Linked DNA regions of Mus musculus: all the other regions are linked to region 2. The links are chromatin contacts, called in public promoter capture Hi-C maps. All regions are on one chromosome and are shown on one strand. The core of a region is the stretch at or near the end of the contact, and the rest is flanking DNA. Distances in the headings are between cores, read along the strand shown. Region 1 holds the start of Fbxo30 (F-box protein 30). Region 2 holds the start of Mtrf1l (mitochondrial translational release factor 1-like). Region 3 holds the start of Shprh (SNF2 histone linker PHD RING helicase).

Region 1 (4,183 bases), core at 1,188-3,687, 5.5 Mb after region 2:
CATATTCTTCTTTAGAATATGGTTTAAGAGGTCTGTGGTTCATATAGACAAAACCTGGATCTTCTATTTTCCACAGGATTCAAATTGCTTTGATTACTTATTTAAAACTACGAAGGTTGACTTGAGGCTATAAAGTTTGTCCTTGGGAGGCTTCTTGTAAATTGCAATTATATTTTTTGTACTTCAAATGAATGTGTATTAGAAACATAATTATACCTGGTGAATATTAGATGCTGGGTATTAATATCTAATACTAATCCCAGTTAGTATTACTATCCCGGTTAGTAATGCCTATTCTCTCATGGCTTCACAGCCGCAAATCTGCCTTTACCCACTCACACTTGTCTCTAGCCAAAGGTGCTTTCCTTAATTAGCACATGACTTAAATTTTACTCTTGACTTTTCCATTGCTTTAGCCTCAGGCTTTCCAAATACAGGCTGGTGGTCTAACTGGGCAAGAAAACCTTTTCAAATTAAAGGTGCTATTAGCCTTGACACTGAATAAATGGAAAAACAATTTGTCAGGATTTGTTTAGCCAATTCAATTTTCTCTGAAAACTCCTATCTCTTATAGTTCAGTCTTGCCTGCAGGCTTTATGACTGTGGTCTTATTTTAGCTAGTTTTGTGTATGTATGTGAAGCCAAGGACCAACCCTAGGTCCATTCCTCAGGAACCATCTAACCTACTTTTTGAGAAAGGGCCCTGGGAAGCACTCATAACCACCACTCCACCTGGCTTTTTACATAGCTGCTGGGGATGGAACTCAGGTTCTCTTGCTTGCTCAGCAAAAACTTTACCAACCTTCCCGTCCCATAGTTTTTATAGCATCCCACCATGAAATTGACCTCTAGAAAAAAAATAGGGTACGTATTCTTCCTAAGCCGATGCAAGACTAATTTAAGAACGTGGTAGGGGGGTTGTGCTCCTCTCTTTAAAGAGAGCAGACAGGTCAAACCTGCTACTGCTTATTTGTTTATTTTAAATTGCCAAAGTACCTGTTGCTTTCTGGGTGGCTAAGCCACATAAATGGTAGTTTTGTTCCACAAGTCTAGCCCAAAGTCCACATATACTTCCGAGGACATCTTTGAAGACCTTTGATTCCTGGTAGTCTCTGGTTGCCACTTATGGAAGAGCAGAGGCTTCTGTTTGCCCTGACTCCTACTCAGCTTGAGGTGGGAGATGACCTAGTGTCAACTAGGTGATTTAGAGAGGCAGAAAGCCCCAAAGTACAATCAATCAGTATGGGAATGTTGAAGCTGTAGAGAGCCTTTGGGATTCCCTGCCGCAGTCCCCTTATTTTGCGGAAGGGGATGTAATGGAAGGATGTGTGACTCAATCGCGACCACCTGTCATGCACAAGCAACTCTCCCACCATTTCATCTGTCTGCTTCACTTTTCTTACCTGGCCCCTTTGGGTCTCACGCTCTGGGCTGACCGAAAAGCGCCTACCTCCTACAGCCAAAGCAGGCAAAAAAAAAAAAAAAAAAAAAAAAAAAAAAAAATACAGCGTCCTAAGCACCCCACATATAAGCACTAAATATTTCAAAAATCTGAATGTCTTCATTAAACCAAACCAAACCCCTGACCTTTACAGTGTGCTCAGTCTTAAGCTCCCCAGGGTTTTGTGTAGTTGTATGAAAGTGCTGGTTTTTAAGGTGAAGGACGGTGACTCTCGTGAGCCACCGTTTCCAACAGCTGGGGAGTAAAACTGCAGTCACCAGAACGGCCACCCAAGGGGGTTTTCTCACCTCCGCCCCTCCGCCAGCCAGGGCCAAGGCTCCTTCACGGTGGCTTTGAGGTGGGAGTTGGCAGGAGGCCTCCAGACGGGGTGGGCGTCGGTGACATCACCGTCCCTCAGCCTCACGCCCGGGCCTGGCGGTAGTAACGGGGACGCCTACACGCGGGGTGTGTAGCCCTGGATGGCCACGGGAAAGCTCCGGCCCTAAGACGTTTCCCAGAAGCCGCGCCGCGCCCTCTGGAGGCCGCGTGGCTCGCCCCACCGAAGCCGCCCGCCGCGGGCTGACGAGCAGCAGAGCCCTTACAAGGGGAAACGGGTCACAGAGCAGAGCGGTCACCGAGTCACAGGGCTCGGGCACGTGAGGTGGTGGCAGTTACCACCGACAACGGGGGCTGACCTATTTCCTGCGAGTGCGCGCTAGGAGGACGGGTCGCGCTCCTGGGCCTGCGTCCTCCACAGTGCCACAGGGGCTCGGAGAGTCCTTCCAAAAACAAACAAAAAGCAAAGGCGCGAAAGGCGGACCCGGCAGGGAGCACCAAGGGAGAGGCTGCCCCGTGGGTTCTCTGCGCTCGGCCTGACCGGCACAGGACAGCGTGCGCATCCTCGCCCGCTGTGCGTGCGCGTGCCCGCTCACCCGCTGCCGGGCCGGGGGGCGGGGCGCAGCGGGGCGGGGCGGGGCGCGCGAGGAGGGCGGTGGCGGTTGGAGGCCGAGGAGAAAAGGCGGCGGTCCGGGCAGGGCGGAGGCGCAGAGGATTGGGACGGGACGGGCCCCGTGCGTGGTCCGGTCCGGTGCGGGGACGCTGCGGAGCCGCCGGGCGCTAAGGCCAGAGAAGCCAGGGTTTGAGCGGCGCTTCGGCCCGCGCGGGCTGGTGAGTGTGGCGAGGCCGCGGGAGGCTGGCGCGGGGACGCGGGCGGGCGGGCGGGCAGCGGCCCGGACGGCGCGGGCCCCGGGGGCGGCGGGGCCGGTGGAGTCGGCGCAGTTCAGAGGCTTCCGTCCGGCTGGCCCCGTCCGGGTCGCGCCCGGCCGCCCGTGTGGCCTGCCCTTGAGGCTCCCGGCAAATGGCGCCCCGACCCCCGGGGACGCGGAACCGGGTGAGACCCCCACCTCCGCCCCCACCCCCACTGAGCGCAGAGGAGCCCCGGGGGACCCCGGAATGCGTGGCTCGCACCCTCTGCCTCGTAGGGACTTGAGGAGTTTGGGCGCAAACGGGTTAAAGGACGGCGAGGCATCTCCAAGTGTCTCCGCGGGATAAGCGAAGTTGGTAACTTTTCCATTCATGGAAGTGAGAGGCGCGGAGGCTTAGCTGTGGCCCTGGTTAAAGCGAGACTTAGGGATCACCCCCCCCCCCCCCAAGTTCCTGGGTTCCAGCTCGTGGAGTCCCAGATTGGAAGCAGGACAGGGAACGCACGGCGGATTCAAAGTCACTCGGGGATTACATTTTAACCTCGACGGAGGCCTGTGTTTGCCGCGTTTCTCCTGCTCCCCTCTCCCTTCTTTGAGTCCCGTGGTAAATCCCGGATAAAATAGATGCTTGGGAAGGAATTGACCTTTTCTTCCATGATTGCTTTGTTGACTGTGATCCAAGATGAAGTTATTTACGGGCATTCTGGTATCAAAGAGGGTTAACGTTTTTAAAACGAAGTCTCAAAAAGTTTCTGAGGTTCTTTTTTTTATTTGTTCCCTGCTAAATTTCAGGCAAAGTAAGTTACATTAACACGCTCTGCACGCTTTTATGTTAGTTTTCCCAAACAATCCTGTGTTGACTGACAAAGAGACAAAGGATACCATGAAGTATCCCTGTTTGATTTTTCTAAAGCATACAGTTTCGTTGAATCACTCTTCTTTATGCTTAGTCACTGTTTCTTGCTGTAGTAGTTTAGTTGAGGACAACATGTTTTGCTAACTTCTTAGATCACCAGTTTATACCCGATACTTAACATAGGGACATAAGCTTTTGTGTGTGTGTGTGTGTGATTCTAGAAATAGTAGGTGTTTTATGAATGATATAAGAAAACTGGAACTCTAATATTTCTGAATGTTTAGATTTAGGTTTAAAGGGTTTTTTGTTTATTTTTTGTCTTAAAATATAAAATACTTAAATAAAATATTCTTTTAAAAGTAATATTGCATAAAATAATTGCTAACACTTCCCATATGGCTTGAGAGGTGCTTTAAGGGCAGACAAACAGGCTTTAGTTAATGTGTTTACTGTTTGATATAGCATGTTTCTAAAATCTAACGCTTGGATAATCTTCTAAATAAGATTTTAAAACTGCTGTTTATTTAATAAAAGGAATTACTCTTGCTGGGCATTTTCCTGGAGAATATTTTTGCATTTATGTATTCAGTGATAAGAATTGTAAGTTTAAAAGGCTGAATAAATATTACATTTCATATTAGTTACGATGGGATAGAAGAGGGTCAGCTTGAAGTAGTTCCTATA
Region 2 (4,067 bases), core at 920-3,419:
TACTCCTGCCTTGTTACTGTCTCTACATAGTTCCATCTGTAAGTACCTACTCTGATCTCTCTGACCATGCAGGCACAAGAGCTTTCTTCTATGTCAACAGTGAGCTTTCTCTTAACTAATGCCCTAGGTCTATAGAAACAATGCTAATCCTTCGTCTATCAGGTTGCCGTGGTTTGAATAGGAATGACTCCTATAGACGTGTGTGTGTGTGTGTGTGTGTGTGTGTGTGTGTGTGTGTGTATGCTTGGTCCATAGTAAGTGGAACTTTTGGGAGGTGTGGCCTTGGAAGAAGTAGGTCTCGGTGGGGGTGGTGGGCTTTGAGGTCTCAGATACTAAAACTATGCCCATGTGACACTCAGTCTCCTTCTGCTGCCTGTGAATCAGCTCCGTCTCCAGCACTGAGTCTGATGCATGCTGCCATGCTTCGCTTCTCCCCTTGAGGAGAATGGACTAAACCTCGGAATGTTTTCCTTGCTAACACAATGTTTCTCTTCTGTCACCATCTCCCATACCTATTCTACACTTCCACCATACAGGACTTCTCAAGCTGTACCTTCATCCATGTTGGTCACTTCTGCCTCCTAGCCCTTTCTCCGATCCCACCTAACCACCTCTTCCTTGACTTTAGCGATCCATTGTAAAGCTACTTTCTGCTTTTCAGCACTGCTTTTTATATTGAAATTAAAAGTCCTTACTCCTTATCTGTTTCCATTTTCGTGCATATGAGAGTACTCAAGCTTGCAGATGTGTGAGCACTCGTGAACGTGGAGCCAAGAGGTTGATCTCAGTAACCAACCTCAATCCCTCTTCCCACTTTCTTCGAGGCAGGGTCTCTGAATCAAGCCTTAAGTTCCCAAGTGTGTTCTACTCGGCAGACGTCTCTGGAGGCTTTAGGAACGCAGACACTTTGGAATCTCGAGGGAAACATGAATTTCCAGGTCTCGAGTTCTAACCATACAGTGCATCGCTCCTCTTGCACTGCAGTGTGCCAATGCCATACACTCACCTGCGGCTTTAGTTCCTCTGCTGGGACTAGCGAGTCTTTCCTGTGCAGCTGAGCTGCCAGTGTGAGACCCCAACTTACAGAGCATTTCTCCCTGGAAGGTAAAGAAAGCCCCTGGACGTTCCCCAAGCTTGCTTTCCCTGATCTCTAAAAATACAGCCAGAAAGAAGCTCTTTGTTCTCTATAGCCAGCAAAAAGCCTTTTTGTTTCTATACTTTACAACCAGAGATGCCTGCCTTCCTGTGCTGAGGACACGGAGATAAAAATTCAGAAAGAACTCACTACCCACTCCTGCCTTGTAAATTTCACCAAGGACACAGAAAAGAGAAGAACTCTCTTCCCAACTCCTCCCAACTCTTCCCAACTCTCCTCCCAACTCCTCCCAATTCCTCAGCTAGCTGTTAAAAGCCCCCTACTGCCACTGCTTGGGGTCGAACTCCCCTGCCCGGCACCGTCCTCAGCTAGCTGATAATAAAACCTCTTGCAGTTTGCATCAGGTGTGGTTTTCTCTCGGGTCACTGGGGTGCTGGCCAGCTCATCCCGGGACTTGAGCGGAGGCCTAGCTTCGGGGGTCTTACACCAGGAGGGGAGAGGAAGCAACCGAGAACCTTAGTGACTTCAGAGGACTAACTTGGCAGAGCACCTTGTCCAGGGACTGCTCTAGAGAGCCCAATGGAGGATTGTCAGAACCCTAGTGACAAGATCTGGAACGCAGATGGCTTCCGAACCCACTAGAGCGGGTGGCTTACCGTGCAGCAATGACTCCGTGTCCCGCAGCTCCCGCTCCTTCTCGCTCAGCAGTCGGGCGGCCGCGGCCAGCTGGGGGTACCCAGCGTCCAGACCACCGGCCTCCGAGCCCACGCGGCGCTCCAGGAAGGCCCGCAGGGGCCCGCCGCGGGCGAGGAGCTCCTCGGAAGGCGGCGGCGTGCGGCTGAAGGCGCGGCGGGCCCACAGGCGCCGGGCACCGCTCAGAAACCCGCTCCGCATCCTGGCTGGGCCGCCCACCTAGCAGAAAATATACAAACACTCTAGGAAGGTCTCCGATCCAGAAATGTTCTGCCGGAAATGTTACGAGAACTTCCGGCAAAGCGTAGTACAGCCTGGAGGTCCTCTAAAGTCAAAAGGCAAGCGGGCAGGGAGGTCTGGACGCGTTTGCCCCGCCTCCAACCCGAGCGCCGAAGTCTCCGCCCTACCCCAGGGGAGGGGCTCCGGATTCTCAGCTCCTCCTCCAAATGGGACAGGTCTGGGGCCTCAGCCCGCCCCCCTCAGGGCGGAGCTCCACCGTCTCAGCCCCGCCTCCACGGGGGCGTGGAAACCACCCACGCCTGACTCCCACTTCTAGTGGGCGAGCTCTGCTGCCTAGGCGTGACCTTGAGATAGCGAGTGCCTCCAATGCCTCAGCCCCGCCTTGAGACAGAACTTCACCTCCTCAGACCGGCCTCTAGGGAAGAGCTCCAATGCCTCAGCTCCGCTTCCTCGGCCCCGCCCTCCAAAGGAAACTCCAAAAGCGCGGCTCCGCCTCCTCAGCCCTGTTCTCTAGGGAAGGAGCTTTAACGCCTCAGTCCCGCCTTCTCGGGTCGGCTCCTGGAGGAAGCGCTTCCTCCGCCTCGTCTCTCAGGGTGGAGCTCCACCTAGTTCCGCCTACAGGCTGAACTCAGAAGCCTCACCTCCAGACCAACTCTGAAGCCTCGACTCCGCCCTCAGGCCGAGTTTGGCTGCTCCCCAAGACCTGTTCCCCAGCGAGCCAGGCTGGAGTGAACAGCAGGTGTCTGCAGTCTGAAGGTGAAGGTTTGCTTCTCAAGGCTGTGAGACTTAAGGATAGTCAAGCGACCAGCAGGCACAGAGTCCACAGCCACAGAAGTCATCTATCTCCAGTCTCTAAGGCTTAATTATAGGGTGGTCATCTGACATAGGTTCCTTTCAAGGACAGGCATATCCTACTAAACCTCCCAGGGACGCTACAAAATCTGTTTTCCTATCGTCACCCACCACACCAAGCACTAGGTTTCTCCGTTTCCTGCCTCACATTCTGATTCACTCAATCCGACTCTCCATTGCTCTCTCACTTTCTTGCTGTTGCTCCCTCCTCCTCCATATCCAAGTTAAAACTAACAAACTACAACACAATGAAGCATTTTAAAACTTTCCTCATTCTGCTCTGAAGTTGTAACTCTCGGGGAGTACTTGCTTACCTTGCTCAAGGCTGTCTGCAGCCCTGCAATTAAAAAAAGAAAGAGAGAAAAATCAAAGGCCTCCCTCTAGTGGACATCCACCCTCCTGACTACTAACTTATGTATTTGCAATTCAAAAGACTTAACCACTGCCTACCAGAGAAGTGGGTAACAGGATGTGAATAAACCAGACAAGCCACTCCTGAGGATGCAGAATTTGAAGCTTAGTCTACTTGCGAATTCTACTGGATTACTAGCTGTTTTTTGGACCATGGTGGTTCACTGCTGATCAAACTGTTCTCTGTTTAGAATCAAATGGGTACTCTTACCATTAACACTAATCAAAATTACTAATTTCAAGATTATATAAAATGAATTTTGCATCCTATCTAATCAATCCTTAGCATCACATACAAGGGCACTGGCATGAAGAAATGAAGCGGCTCTTCAAGTGATAGCAAGGAGCTCCAGCGCCTCAAATGTCCCTTCCCTTTTGGCACCCAGGTGACACGATATGCAAATGTTTAGCTATAAGATAGAGGTTGAGACCCGTTTTGTTTTGATTCTGACCCGAGTATAGAAAAGAATTGTGGTGTGTTTTCTATCTCTACCAGGAAAAGTTATTTCTAACCCTAAACTCATTTTGAAATAAATGGTGAGGTACTTTGATTTTAGTGTGAGAAATCCCTCCACTGCACTTTTAAGACACCAGCAATTTCAAGAACATATTTTATTTCTTATAAAAAGGTACTCTAATGTTACATAACAATGTGAAGACTCCACCCAGAAGTTGTTATACTCAGATAAGCATTACACCAATAAGCAAACAATAACTTGTCTAAGGATACATGGGAGAATTCTTTATTAGTTCAAAACATGTTAAGAAAATCAGG
Region 3 (4,182 bases), core at 1,410-3,909, 5.3 Mb after region 2:
ATTTCAGGCTGGTAGACATTTAATCTCATTTAAGAACCTACTGAGGAGCCCAGAAACTTGGCAGGGCCTAAAAGAAATAGAGCTAATATTTAATTTTGCTATGTCTCCCGGGAACTGACTTAACACACTGGTGGTAGAGTCAGCATGCACTGTTATTCTGCAGGATGGTGGCTTTGTAAAGGCTCTTCCATTCCCTGCCAAGCAGCAGTTTCCACCAACATACTGTTTCAAAGCCTTTGGGGTATCATATTCACTCTCAAAGTGTTATGCCATTATTTTTGTAATTATAAATGTCATGCTTGAGGCCTTTAGAAAAGATTAAGAATATTTTACTTGTAGCTATCAAATTAGCATCACAAATATTCTTTCACAGGTATCAAAAATTCATCTGCAATACTCCCATTGCTTAAAGTTCTGAGGTAGTTGGGAAAACATGCCTTAGGAGGCGGCTTAGGGTTTCCGTTCCTGTGAAGAGATACTATGACCAAGACAACATTTACAAGGTAAACATTTAATTGGGGCTGGCTTACAGGTTCAGCGGTTCAGTACATTATCATCATAGTAGGAAGCCTGATAGTGTTCAGACAGGCATGGTGCTGGAGAAGGAGCTGAGAGCTCTACATCTTAATTAGAAGGCAGCCACCAGAGACTGTGTCTTGCAGGAGGCAGAGCTTGAGCGCTAGCAGATGGTTTGCTCATGTGGCTTATGGGGGGAAAAGCATCCTTGTAACCTAAAAGTATAAACTGAAACAGTAAATGATGGAGAAGAAACTGTAAAGCTTTATCAGGAGAAAGAGAGCTAAGATTGGTTATGGGGTGGGAAGGCAGAGCAGTACAGAGTAAGCAAACCTCTTATGGAAGAACATGGCCTATAGGACTTCCACAGCTAAGGAGAAATCGGTGAGTGGCTTTAAACTTTAATTACAGGATGACTTTCTTCTGGGGAAATAATTCAACTGTTGACTTTAGGTTGGAGGTAAATACTAAAGCTGTAAAGGTTCTGTGGCTCTTAAAAAGTGTATTGCACGTCCCCCTTGATGGCAGATTATCTGCTTAATAAGTGTTTTCACCGAATATTTTGAGCTCATTGTTGAGATACACTGCTCAGAAAATTAAAAATATATACATTATTTTCAAATTATTGCTTCTAGGTTAATGTACCTAGTTACCCCAAAGCTTCAGTGCAGGTGTCTAGTGAGATTGATATTCTTTTCATGGCCATGGAGCAAGGAGTCACTTTGGTTGTTACATCTTTTTGTTTAAGAAATACATTCTAGGGAGATAGCGGAGAGTGAGCTCAGAGGTTATGAGATCACTCTTCTCTTGCACAAGATCTGAGTTCAGCTCTGAGCACCCATATTGTGTGGCTCAGCCTTGTCGGATAGAGTAGTGATCTCTTTCTTTGCAAACCAGAACTTGTGTTTATTTTTAACACGTTTCTATAGGTGCCTCCTCTTCTGCCAGCCAGGAGCTTGACTGAGCAGCCATCAGCTTCAAAGCAAATCCTCTATCAAGAGAAAGGTACTGTGCTGAGAATTCAGTCAAAATATTTAAACATTTTGATATTTATACTCTGTTTAGACATGATGTATACTTACTGGACCACAACACAGAAACCAGAAAAAAAAATTAAAATTTTCTTAATTGCAATATTTATCACTATGGACTGGATCCAAGCCTAGCTTAGACATGATACAACACACCTGTATTGTTTCCAAACAAGGCAGCTGAGTTATATGAAAAGTGGGGATTCACGTGTAAGATCTGAGTGTGTCCAATAAGTCGGTTCTCCTGTCTGTACTATCATTAGATTATTTACCATCTACTAGGTGGTAAGACACAGTATTTTCATGAACAGATGTCTCACAACAGGGAATTTCCAGAAAGCCAAATAACAAGCGAACCTTTTCCTCCCCTGGAATTAGCTCTGGTGATTACAAAACAACCAAACAAACAAACAAAAAAAAAAATTACTCCACAGAAAAAAATTCGAAGGACATACAAAGCACTTGGTAAACACACTATTGAAATCCTCAGAGGAGAGACTTTTATGTCTACTGAAGATAGAATTCTCCCTTTGGAAAAGATACTGGGAGGCCTGCTTCAGCATAGCTGTATAATTTTTTTTCTCTTAAAACGTTTAAACATTTAAAGCCTTAGTAATTTTCTTGGCAAGAATAAATTTCTCTCTGGCTTCATTTTTCTCAGTTCCTTTTGAAGACATCGTCTCTGCCTTTTTTTTTTTTTTTTTTTTTTTTCCTTAGCAGATCGAATTCTTTTGGTTTAGTGGATTAATTGTATATTTGTTTGGGTATTATAATTGCTCAGCATCGTGAATTCCGTTTTATGTAACTTTCTGCCTTTTTATGAAAACCACAACTCACATCAAGCCTACCGCTCTGGCAAAGAGCCCCGCCCTCTCTGGCAAGAGGTCCCGCCCCTTCTTTCGGGCCCCGCCCATCCTGCATTTGCTAAAGCCACGGGAGGCGGGGAAAAGAGAGAGGCACAACCACCGCGAGACTTAAACCGTCTTCTACCGGGACCTCAGGGACGGGACATGCGCAGAGGTGCTTTTTGAAGCCAACACCGGAAAGAGGGGCGGAGCGTCCCGACTGGTCCTGCGCGTTCGCCTGGAGCGAGCGCTCCTGCTGGCCTCCTCAGCTGGCGCTGGCGGCTTCCGGCCTGGGTGCCAGGCTTCACCCAGCGTGCAGCGCGCATGCGCAACTCCCGCAGGTGAGTGTGGCGACTGTGGGCCCGGGATCTGCAGCCTGCGAGGAGGGCCGGGCCCGGCGACAGGTGCCTGCAGAGCGGCTGAGGTAGGTGAGGGTGCGTGCGGGCTCTGGGGTTAGAGTCGCGGCGGAGGGAGGCTGGCTCTGCGCGTCAGGGAAACTCCGAGGGCTCCTGCGCAGCTCCGGGATCCGGAGTGATCGGCCCTGCGAGGCCCCGCGGCTCGGCCCCAGCCCGGACGTGGGCCGAGCCCTTCTCGCGTGGGACGGGTGCTTGCTGCCCACGCTTGCGTGCTGAGGCCCTGTCACGAGCTGTCCCTCCGGCTCCTTCTTCGAGGATAACTTGCCTTGCAGGCTGGCGGTGCGTGGGACGACAGGTAGCTGGGAGGGATGCAGAGGCCGCCAAGTTAGGCTGGCAAACTCTCAAGCATTACAGTCGCCTGCAGAAGCGCCCTGGCTCCTGTGCATTGTGTGCACTTTGACGCTGCAGGTAGCGCTAGGTTGGTGAACGAAGATGTTGGTTTCTGGTTAAGGTACCCTGTGGGAGGAACGGTATTGTTTACAGTCTTGCCTTTTCACCGTGGTGCCTTTTAATCCACTTGGCTTGAATTTATCATGGCAAGTCTATGTTTTTCTCCTACGTGTTTGCCTTTGCTCCTGTATTTGCCTAGGTCCCATGATCGCTAACACCACTTTATTCTTTGTCTAAGCTTTTACTCTTTGTCTCAGTTAGGGTTTTACTCCCGTGAATAGACACCATGACCAAGGCAAGTCTTATAAAGGATGACATTTAATTGGCACTGGCTTACAGGTTCTGAGGTTCAGTCCATTGTCATCAAGGTGGGAGCATGGCAGCATCCAGGCAGGCATGGTGCAGAAGATGCTTAGAACTCCACATCTTCATCTGAAGCCTGCTAGCAGAATACTGGCTTCCAGGCAGCTCTTGCAGTCACACACTTACTGCAACAAGGCCACACCTATTCCAATTGGTCCAAACCTTTGAATAGTGATACTCCCTGCCAATCACACTGTTAATCCATAAAACTAGTGTGTGTGTGTGTGTGTGTGTGTGTGTGTGTGTGTTCTTCCCTCCTCTGTATAAGGATCGATCGAAGTTTTGTTAACGCTTTGGGATTGTCAAGCTCATTGGAATTAAAAGAGCAGTGGTGTGGGGTTAAATACAACTAACATGTGAGACAGGCATTTATTTCTGATGTAGTGAGAGGTTTGTCTTCCTAGTTGTTGGCCATCAAGTATAGTATTATAATTTGTCTTCTTTAATGGGATTGTTTCTTAACTGAAAATTTCTACCAAACATGAGTGAAACTGTCACAGCATTTGATACATGAGATCATGGTTAAAGTGTTTCTTACCTGTTAGTTTTGTCCTTGAGGTGACCAATTACCAATCCCTTCTGATGGGAAGACACAGTGGGGTGTTCTTGTTGCAGCAGCTT

The links. Promoter capture Hi-C pulls out the DNA fragments that hold promoters and counts their contacts.
Region 1: a contact with region 2 is called in a promoter capture Hi-C map of pre-B cells. The contact joins the promoter of Fbxo30 here to the promoter of Mtrf1l in region 2. A contact is called at or near these places in 2 of 39 promoter capture datasets (liver and pre-B cells) and 1 of 9 other capture datasets (adipose tissue).
Region 3: a contact with region 2 is called in a promoter capture Hi-C map of pre-B cells. The contact joins the promoter of Shprh here to the promoter of Mtrf1l in region 2. A contact is called at or near these places in 2 of 39 promoter capture datasets (liver and pre-B cells) and 7 of 484 Hi-C or Micro-C datasets (CD4 T cells, CD8 T cells, liver and 2 more).

The regions. Positions count from the first base shown.
Region 1 is chr10:11,278,893-11,283,075 of GRCm38.p6, forward strand. It overlaps Fbxo30 (F-box protein 30), which reads left to right and starts at 2,438. Exons shown (of 3, transcript NM_027968.3): 1 at 2,438-2,608.
Region 2 is chr10:5,821,774-5,825,840 of GRCm38.p6, forward strand. Mtrf1l (mitochondrial translational release factor 1-like) reads right to left here and starts at 2,170. Exons shown (of 7, transcript NM_175374.3): 1 at 1,753-2,170. The coding sequence starts at 1,990. Rgs17 (regulator of G-protein signaling 17) reads right to left here. Exons shown (of 5, transcript NM_019958.4): 5 at 3,890-4,067.
Region 3 is chr10:11,146,771-11,150,952 of GRCm38.p6, forward strand. Shprh (SNF2 histone linker PHD RING helicase) reads left to right here and starts at 2,660. Exons shown (of 30, transcript NM_001077707.1): 1 at 2,660-2,816.